Linked DNA regions of Macaca mulatta: region 2 is linked to region 1. The links are chromatin contacts, called in public Hi-C maps. All regions are on one chromosome and are shown on one strand. The core of a region is the stretch at or near the end of the contact, and the rest is flanking DNA. Distances in the headings are between cores, read along the strand shown.

The links. Hi-C and Micro-C count contacts between places; a contact is called where the count stands out from the background.
Region 2: a Hi-C map of CD4 T cells shows a contact between it and region 1, with 3 times the contacts expected there. The contact joins the promoter of DNAJB5 here to the promoter of STOML2 in region 1. A contact is called at or near these places in 2 of 14 Hi-C or Micro-C datasets (CD4 T cells and fetal cortical plate).

Annotation. Positions count from the first base shown.
Region 1 is chr15:64,620,822-64,625,088 of T2T-MMU8v2.0, forward strand. It overlaps STOML2 (stomatin like 2), which reads left to right and starts at 2,643. Exons shown (of 10, transcript NM_001260882.2): 1 at 2,643-2,743; 2 at 2,974-3,111; 3 at 3,604-3,703; 4 at 3,836-3,894; 5 at 3,987-4,088; 6 at 4,238-4,267. The coding sequence starts at 2,699. It overlaps ATOSB (atos homolog B), which reads left to right. Exons shown (of 9, transcript NM_001193876.2): 8 at 1-99; 9 at 426-1,690. The coding sequence ends at 579.
Region 2 is chr15:64,732,295-64,737,009 of T2T-MMU8v2.0, forward strand. DNAJB5 (DnaJ heat shock protein family (Hsp40) member B5) reads right to left here and starts at 1,413. Exons shown (of 5, transcript XM_077965911.1): 1 at 1,327-1,413; 2 at 341-482. The region is part of intron 4 of LOC114672767 (a long non-coding RNA gene); the gene reads left to right.

The DNA of each region.
Region 1 (4,267 bases), core at 1,393-3,892:
CATGACCTTCCTTCGCCATCGCCTCTTTTTGGTGCCTGTGGGTGAGGAGGGAAATGCTAACCCCACCCACCGCCTCCTCTGCTACTTGCTGCACCTCAGGTGAGGAGAGGGCCCAGGGACGGCTGGGGAGGCCCAGGTATCCCTTCCCTGAAGAGGATCTCTCCTTGCTTCGATACTGTTTGGATTCTTGCTTGGTTTATTTTTAAATTTTTATGTATGTGTGTATGTGTGTGTGTATATATATATTTATTTATTTATTTATTTATTTATTTTTAGAGACAGAGTCTTGCTATGTTGCTCAGGCTGGTCTCCAACTCCTGGGCTCAAGCAGTCCTCCCACCTGGACCTCCCAAAGCACTGGAATTACAGGCATGAGCTACTGCGACCAGCCTGGATTCTTAATTTGATAACATTGTCCTCCTCAGGTTCCGGAGCTCCCGCTCAGGCCGCTTAAGCCTGCATGGAGATATCCGCCTGCTTTTTTCCCGCCGGAGCCTGGAGCTGGACACAGGGCTCCCTTACGAACTGCAGGCTGTGACCGAGGCCCCTCATAATCCACGTTATTCACCTTTGCCCTGATTGCCAGCACTCTGAATCCATGCGGCCTAACGACCTGCCCATCCTGCTCCATCTTAGAGAACATATATGGAGAGACAGCAAGAGACCCTTCAGGCTTGAATTAAAGCCCTCACCATGCTCTTGCCCAAATGGATTATTTGGGTGTTTAAAGCTTCTGATCCTTACTACACCCTGCCCTACTCGGGTACTCCATGTGCCTGTCCCCTCCCTTGGGTTTCCCAGGCCAGCTTAGGTAGGGAGGAACCGGAGCTACCCTGAGGTTGTCCCAAGTTCCCAGGCAAGTTATGCCAGCGTTGCCTCCCCATCCTGGGCAGGGGCCACTTATTATTTTATTTATTTTTAATTTATAATTTATTCAAATTGGATTGCCTTGGTAACCTCCCACACCTGATAATTGGCATCACTCCCCCCCCTTCCCACTCTCAGATATTGCTCCAACCTCAAGAGTTGAAGAGGCTTACGCCGGGGGTAGGAGGAGAACTGCTCTCCCTCAGCTGAGGGAAGAGGGGCTATTCCAGAGGGACTGAGTCAGTAGCCAAAGACTCAGCTTCCCCTGCCCTTCCCCTAGTCCCTTCACTTCCCCTACCCTCTGACCTATCTCTGAAAGCCAAGTTAGGCGTTTGTGTGTGTACACGAGCTTGTCTTTGTGTGGTGTGTGTGTGTGAGAGAGTGTACATGTATGCACACACACAGGGGTTAACCACCCCTCACCTAGGGCTCCAGACTCCAGTTGTCCCTCTCCTCCTGCCTGTGTCTCCTTGCTTTGGGGTCCTGACTGAAGAAGGTGTCCAGGGGGCAGAGTCAGGGCCAAGCACTGGGGTGCCTCCACTCACCTGGCCAGACTCTGACCCACCTACCTCAGCTGGGGTGAGGGGCACCCCTCAAACTCAGTCATGTGGTTCCAAACTACCCCATTCCCCACTCCAGACTCTGACCCAGCCTCAGTCCTGACTCCTGAGGCTGGGCTGAGGGGAACAAGCATTTGCTGAAACTTGAAAAAACAAAGCAAATCAGAAACAGGAAAAAATTGTACCTGGTACTTTTTTTTAGAAAAAAAAAAGATTAAAAAAGAAAGAATAAATTCTTGTTTGGAAACTTGAACTAAGCTCTACTTTTGTTGTTGTTGTTGTTGGGGAGAGGGTGCGAAGGGGGATAGAGGGCCTTCCTGGAGCTGGGACTCAGCCCTTTCTACCAGAGAGGAGGCAACAGGCCTGGGCCCATGAGGTCTTAGGCTAGTCCCTGCTGATTCCTGGGGCCTGGTCTTGCTCCTTTCAGAGGGGTTGGTGGGTAAAGTTGAGTCCTAGAAGCTGAATTCTGAATTGTAGATCAGGATTCTGATACTGGTTCTGTTAATGACTTTAGCCCTTCAGAACTTCAGTGCCCTCATATGTAAAATGGAGGTGACTACGGAGGTCTCTTGACTACCAGAACATCAGGGATGTGTGCAAGGTGACGTGCTCCAGACAAGGTTGAACGTTGAGGCTGTTTGCCGGACTCGGTATTTAAGACCGGGCATAACAAACCTTGCTTGGAAAGAGAGGGAAGGAGCTGTAGTGTCTTTGAGGAAAGAGGGGAGGGGAAAATCTCGTCCCAATCGCCAGGCAATGTTAGGCCCAGTTTCCATGGCAACGGGATTGGGGTCAGTCCCCAGTGGGAGTCCTGGGCACAACACCGCGGGACTACTATAGAATGTCACTATGGCAACCATGGCAACGAGTCAGCTCAATCCACTCGTCGCTATGGTGACGGATGGGCGCGATTCTACGCTCTGGTGGGCAAACTGAGTCTCGGGTGAGGGTGAAGAATTCAGTGCGTGGTGTCTGAGTGATATGCACGCGAAAAATAATTTGGCCATCAGGCCGGGGATCTTGGTCGCGAACAGCTAAACCCAGAACAACGGCAGCCTTCGGCCTTCTCTTGAAGGTCTGCGTTTCCCAGGGAACAACTTGATGCGCCGTTCGACCAAGTAACGCTGATTGGGTGAGTGTTGAAGGGAGTAGGGAACGGCCGGAAGTACATTCGGGGGAGCGGAACTGCAAGAGGAAAGGCTCGGGTAGGCTTCTGGGAGCTACCGCTCCGCTCGTCTCGTTGGTTCCGGAGGTCGCTGCGGCGGTGGGAAATGCTGGCGCGCGCGGCGCGGGGCACTGGGGCCCTTTTGCTGAGGGTGAGAGCGAGGCAACCTATCCAGAGGGTCGGGACAGAGATCACCTGGGTCCTCCGCTGGGAAAGAGCGAACTTCCAACTTTCGGAGAGGACTGGGGTCAGAGGTCATGGTCCCCATGTGATTCTCTCTCCGAGGATCCTGAGGGTCGTGGTTTATGGAGATACCTTCAGGACCGAGGGGCGGCGTGTTTGGCCAGATGGGATCTCTGCTCACCCTCTTCTTTCTTTCAGGGCTCCCTGCAGGCTTCTGGTCGCGCTCCGCGCCGCGCCTCCTCTGGATTGCCCCGAAACACCGTGGTACTGTTCGTGCCGCAGCAGGAGGCCTGGGTGGTGGAGCGAATGGGCCGATTCCACCGGATCCTGGAGCCTGTGAGAACCTCTTCTGCCCATCCTGGGCCAGCCAGATGACCAATCCCTCACGACATGGAGTGTCGGGAGGACCTCTTTTGGGCCTGCCCGCACTGTTAGCTCCCGACTCTGTAGGCCAGACCTGACAGGGCTGAGGCTGCTGACCATCATCCCCATGTTACCACCTTTTCCTATGCATCTCACAGTCCCCATTCTTGGGAATCTCCTCTGCCCACTCTCTCAGCCCTACCTCTCAGTCTGCATTGAGATGGCTATTCTGCCAGCTCCGATTCTCATGACTCTCCCTTCCATTCAGGGGCCTAGTCTTGCATTCCTATTCTCTTGGGTTTTCTTACCAGTGACACTTCAGCCTTATGAGGACTTATTTCTTGGTAGCAGCTGCTGCTTTTCTGGGCATGTTCCATGTGTTGACTCCATACATACTCCAGGACTAGCTTAGGTCTCAACCCAATAGTTCCCATCCTTCTGAGGACCCATGACTCCTCTTCCCAGGGTTTGAACATCCTCATCCCTGTGTTAGACCGGATCCGATATGTGCAGAGTCTCAAGGAAATTGTCATCAACGTGCCTGAGCAGTCGGCTGTGACTCTCGGTGAGGGGTTCAGGGTGACATGGGTGCTCTGAGGCTATTAGGATGTGGTTGCTGTAGATCCACAGCTTAGGAGAGAGAACTGGTTGGGACCTAGAGGCCTGACTTTCCTCCTTTTCTCTCCTGGTTCTACAGACAATGTAACTCTGCAAATTGATGGAGTCCTTTACCTGCGCATCATGGACCCTTACAAGGTATCTGCCCCCTACTTTATCTAGCCTTTTCAGTTGCCCTCTTCACTAAAATCTTGTGCCCAAGCTTCTTACACTATCCGTGTCCGTTTCAGGCAAGCTATGGTGTGGAGGACCCTGAGTATGCCGTCACCCAGCTAGCTCAAACAACCATGAGATCAGAGCTCGGCAAACTCTCTCTGGACAAAGTCTTCCGGGTAAGCAGATCTGAGCCAGAGTTAGGGTTTGAAGACACAAACCTGACACTCAATCTTTTCTGAAGGTCAAGATCAGTCCCAGGCCCTTCTCAGTGTAGGCCCTTGATAGGTAAGTTGAAGCTGTGGGGCTTATGCCTCTCTTTTTCCAGGAACGGGAGTCCCTGAATGCCAGCATTGTG
Region 2 (4,715 bases), core at 163-2,662, 110 kb after region 1:
GGCTGATACCGAAAATGATGTACTGATGGAGGGGGATGAGTGACAAGTGGAAATGGCTGAGGTGGAAAATGGGTTAATGATGGGTTGAAAGGGAGGAATGTAGAGAGTTGAAATATTGGAGGAAATGTCTGTGGAAAATGGATACCTGAAGGGTTTGAGATAAGAGGAATGAAAAGGGGTGCAATTCATTCAAATATGTAGGTGAGGCAGGAGAGGGGTCCCTGTATGTCACGGAGGGGATGAGGATGAGGTGGAGGAAGCAGGAAGGCAATGGAAGGGATGGCCGTGTGGAGGGTTTGACTGGGTATGGGTATGAGTGCCCTTCTCCGGAGGGACTTACCGAAACTTTACAAACCCATTCAGCGTCCACGCTCGAAGTTTTAAGGGCTCCAGCTGAATTTTAAACATCAAGCTGGCTAAGAAGTCTTCTCCCCAGGAGTGTGGGAAGCTCCGGAAAGCTCCTCGGGCCTGTAGTGGGGGTGCTGCTGGGGGTGGGCAGGAGAGCACTGTGCGCTTAAACATGCCCAGCCAAGCCCCTCACCTCTGATCGCTCCACCGGAGCCGGCCTGAAGTGCTGCAGCTCTGGAAGCCACCTCCTCGGACTCTCAGAGGCGCGTGCCCAGCAAGGCCTGTCTGGCGCAGCAGGTGCCGGACCTGATCCCCAGGTGTGGAGAGTGAAGGGAGAGGACCCGTGGCCACCTGCTCTCAGGTGCAGCAGTGTCTGGCTGGCTGTGAGCGGCTGTATGGCAGCGTGTCAGTGAGGCTGGGAGTGCAAGCGTGTGTTTGTGAGTGGCAGCGTGTGTACCTATGACAGGTGTGATTGTGAGGGCCCGAGAGGCAGTGAGCTCCTGTCGCCTCTCCCTGGGGAGGACCCGACCCCAATCCCCAAGAACCTACTCAATGAAGTCACTGACGGGAGTCTCCTCCCTCGCGGATGGGCGGGGCAGAGCGGAGCTCGGCCGGGACAAAAGGCGCGGCGAGGAGAGGAGGGGAGGGGGCTCGGGCGGGGGAGGGTGGTCGGTGATGTCACCCGCTCTGGCTGGCTGGCCTGCTCACAGACGCCTCCGTCCCACAGAACCCAATCTGGTCCGGTCCGACCCGACCCTCCCCTCCCCTCCCCTCCCCTCCCCGGCTCAGACGCTGGCTGCCCCCTGTAACAGCCAAGCCCGGGTCGAGGACTCCGAGCACCCTGCAGACCCCAGGGCCCCGCACCCCCACGGCAGCAGAGCCTACGGGCCCTCAGTGTCCCAACCCCCCAACACCAGGAGCCCTGGCTTCGCGACGCCCCGCTCCCGGGACCCCCGAGTCCTGGCTCGGCGCCCTCACCGGTGAGGAGCTGCGGGCGCCGCCGTGGTCCGTGAGACAGCCGCTGCCCCCTCCCCCGGCTCCGGCTCCGCCGCCTCCACCCGGGACAGGAGTCGCCTGCCCGCCGGCCGCCGACAGCGGGACCGGGAGCCCGCCCCCACGGCTCCGCCTCCGCGCCGCCCATTGAACCGCCTTCCCGTCACTCAGTTCAGCCTCTGCTGTGATTGGGCAATTTTCAACAAGCGGCCTGGTGATAGCCGCCCATCCTCCGCCCCTGTCACCCGGCCACACGCGCACACATTCCAGGCAGTGATTGGTATGGATCTGATTGGCGCCCTCTGGGATCACTCAACCACGCCTCTTTGCCATCTTGTCGTGCCATTGGTGAAAAAGACAGAGGGCGGCAACGCCACTCGGCCTTTGATTTCATTGGCTCGTGCCTGAGACTCAGACCCGAGCCCGGGGCAACTATATTAGTCCAATCTCCGGGTTGAGAAGGTGGGACGTACTGGCCACTGCTCGAATCCCAGGAGAACCTTCTGGAACCCTTGCGACGTCAAAGGCAGCCTTAAAGGAAAACTGTACCCACCAGTTGGCCGTGCGGCCGTGCATTCTTTTCTTTCTTCATTGGGGGCAAGGGGGAGAGAACAGTGCACTCTGGGAGGTGTAGTCCCTGGACCGGGGCCAAAAGGTCAGCGCTTCTTACTCGCCTTTCAGCCAACGGTGTAGCCACCTCGAGCTGACCTCATTTAGCTTTACCTTACCCTGACCCCGCGGTGGCCTGACGTGACCTAACGGAATCTCTAACAGACCTCACGGATGCCGGGTTTCAGAGCCCTCCGGACCTCTTCCCTGAGGGAAACGGATGGCTCTGCCCAGGCCGGCGCCTCCAGGAGTCTCCCCCGCCCACCCTCTGTACAGCCCCTCATCCTCGCGCCCCTCCTCAGCGACCCCGCGGTGCCCATTTCAGTCCCCTTTCTAATCAGTCTCTCATCCTGCTTCCCCCTGGAGTGCCTGTGTTTTAGCCCTTTCCTTCTTGGCCCTCAATGATCTCCTGTCTTCCTTCCCGCAGTGATCCGTTTTATCCTATTCTTGGTTCTTTCTTTACACCTCCGATCTCCTATCCTAGATCTCCCCTTTAATCTTTCATCTCACTCCCCAAGATCCCCTTCCTTACCCTCAGAATCTCTAGTCTCCCCCACCCCCCATTAAGTCATTAGATCTCAGCCCCAGTGTCCCCGATGCAGGGAGCAGGCGGGGCTGCGGAGGCGGTCGCCGGCGGAAGCCGCCACTCGAGCAGACACGGTGCCTGGCGCCCACGTCACTGTCTCCCAGGCCCATCTGTGCTCGAGGGAGCGGGGGTGGGGAGGGAGTAATTTGGGGGTGAAGTCGGGGAAGAGTGCTGGGGGACTGACGATAAAGGAAGGGTCAGGCCAGAAGCTCTCCTTTACTTCTTTCTTTCCTATTTTCCAGAGACAGAGTTTGGACACCCATGAGGTCTTGCTAGAAACTGCGGCTTGAGTACCTGGGCCAAGAGCAGAGCAGGGAGGGGGCCAGGGTCCTGGGGTCAGTTCTGCAGATTCTTCACTACCTGCCTTCGTGCCAGGAGTCACTATGGGGCTCCCAAGGGTAAAGGGGCATGAGGTGTGAAGGAAGAAAGAGACTTGGGGTGAGAGGAGGATGGAGAGGAAGTGGGGTTGGGGGCCAGGAGGGGAGCAGAGATGGGTGATGAATGTGGGGGAATGAGGAGCATGAGGAATTTGGGGAAATGGGGTTGAGGGAGGGTAGGTAGGGAGAGGGAGTGGTGAGAGGATGGGGAGATGGGGTGAGGGGGATGAGGAGGGCAGGGGCATGGGGCAGATGAAAGATAGGGTGGGAGTAAGGAGGGCAGAGGAAAGAAAGGCTGGGGAGGGGCGGGGAGTCAGGGTGGGGGATGAGGAAGGGTGAGCAACGAAAGGATGAGGCACAGAGATGGGGTGAGGAGGAGTGAGGAAGGGGGAGGGTAGGGAGGAGGGATGGACTAGTGTGACACAGAGATGGGTGAGGTGGGGTGAGGGGCCCTGCACCGCTGCTGGCTCCTCAGATCTGGGGGCTCTCTCTCTCCCACCTCCAGACTTGTGGGGCCCAGGCTGTGGGTGGCTCTCCTTCTTCCTATTCCAGTTCTGTCTCTTTTGCCTCCCCCAACCTTCCCTGTGCCAACACGGAGGCAGAGAGTTTAGTCACCAGCCTTTACCTGGCCCCTGCTAATTCTAAAGTGTAGGCTCGGACCTTTGAGGGTGCGGGACTGTGCCTTTAGGTGTTGGTGGCACGGACTCCACTGTTTGCCTAGTCCGCAGTTCCTGCCTTCAGTCCCATTGTCCTGGGTGTCAAGTGTGTGTGGTGCTCAGTGTGGCATGGACCGTGGCAGTGTGGTCTGGAGTCTATGCACCTTGTGAGCTTACACACCACACTGGCACCTCATCTCCTTTGTAAATGGGGATTGGTGCCTCAGGGGGTTGTTGAGAGGGTTAATTAAGGTAACACAGGTAGTGCACTTAGTTCTGAGCTGGGCATGTAGTTTATACCCAACCAATGGTTAACTTGGTTAACTCAACCAAGTTAACCATTACTCTACATGTTCACAGATGCTGGGAGTGTGAGTGCATCTGTAAATCTGTGAGTCTGATTGGGAGTTATTTATAGTGTGATACTGGTAATGTGATTTGTGAGTGGATCTGTGCAGTTATTTTTGTGTGGTGGTGTGCCTGATTCTGTTATATGTTGTAGGTATATGATTTTGAGTCAGTGTACATGTGTGAGTAAATGACTGTGCGGGCATGTGTCTACATGACAAAGAGTGGATGAGGTATGTGGCCGCTGACACATTGACACCATGTCTGCCAGCGTATGCACGCATCTGCGATCATGCCAGTGCCAAACGCCCCCACTCACCCTCCCTCCCCTTGGAGACGTCATAACCCTAGGTGTCCCTCATTTCCTCACCCTGAGGGAACCGGAACCCGTGGGCAGGGGTGGGGGTGGGTGCCAGTGAGGAGGTGTTTTAGACAGAGGCACATGTTCCCTCCCAGACTGTATAGGGAAGGGAGCCCCTATCCTGCTCACATCCCAAAGGCTGCAGAGGAAGTGCCCCCAGCCTGTTTTCAGTTCCCTGTCTTGTCACCATGGTAGCGGTTGCCAGGGGTTCCCATGGTTGCTAAGATCTGGGTGTGGGAGGCTGCCAGGCCCTGTTGCCAGTAGAAACAGAGAATCCTGTGGGGAAGGAAGACTACCCTCACAACTGCCAGCTCTCTGCAGTGACAGAACTGGCCCTTGGACCACTTCTCTCCCCCAGTTGTACCTATGATATGTATGTGGTAGTACTAGTGTGTGTGTGGGAGCAGAAGCGGGGGCTTTACAGGAAACCAAGACTA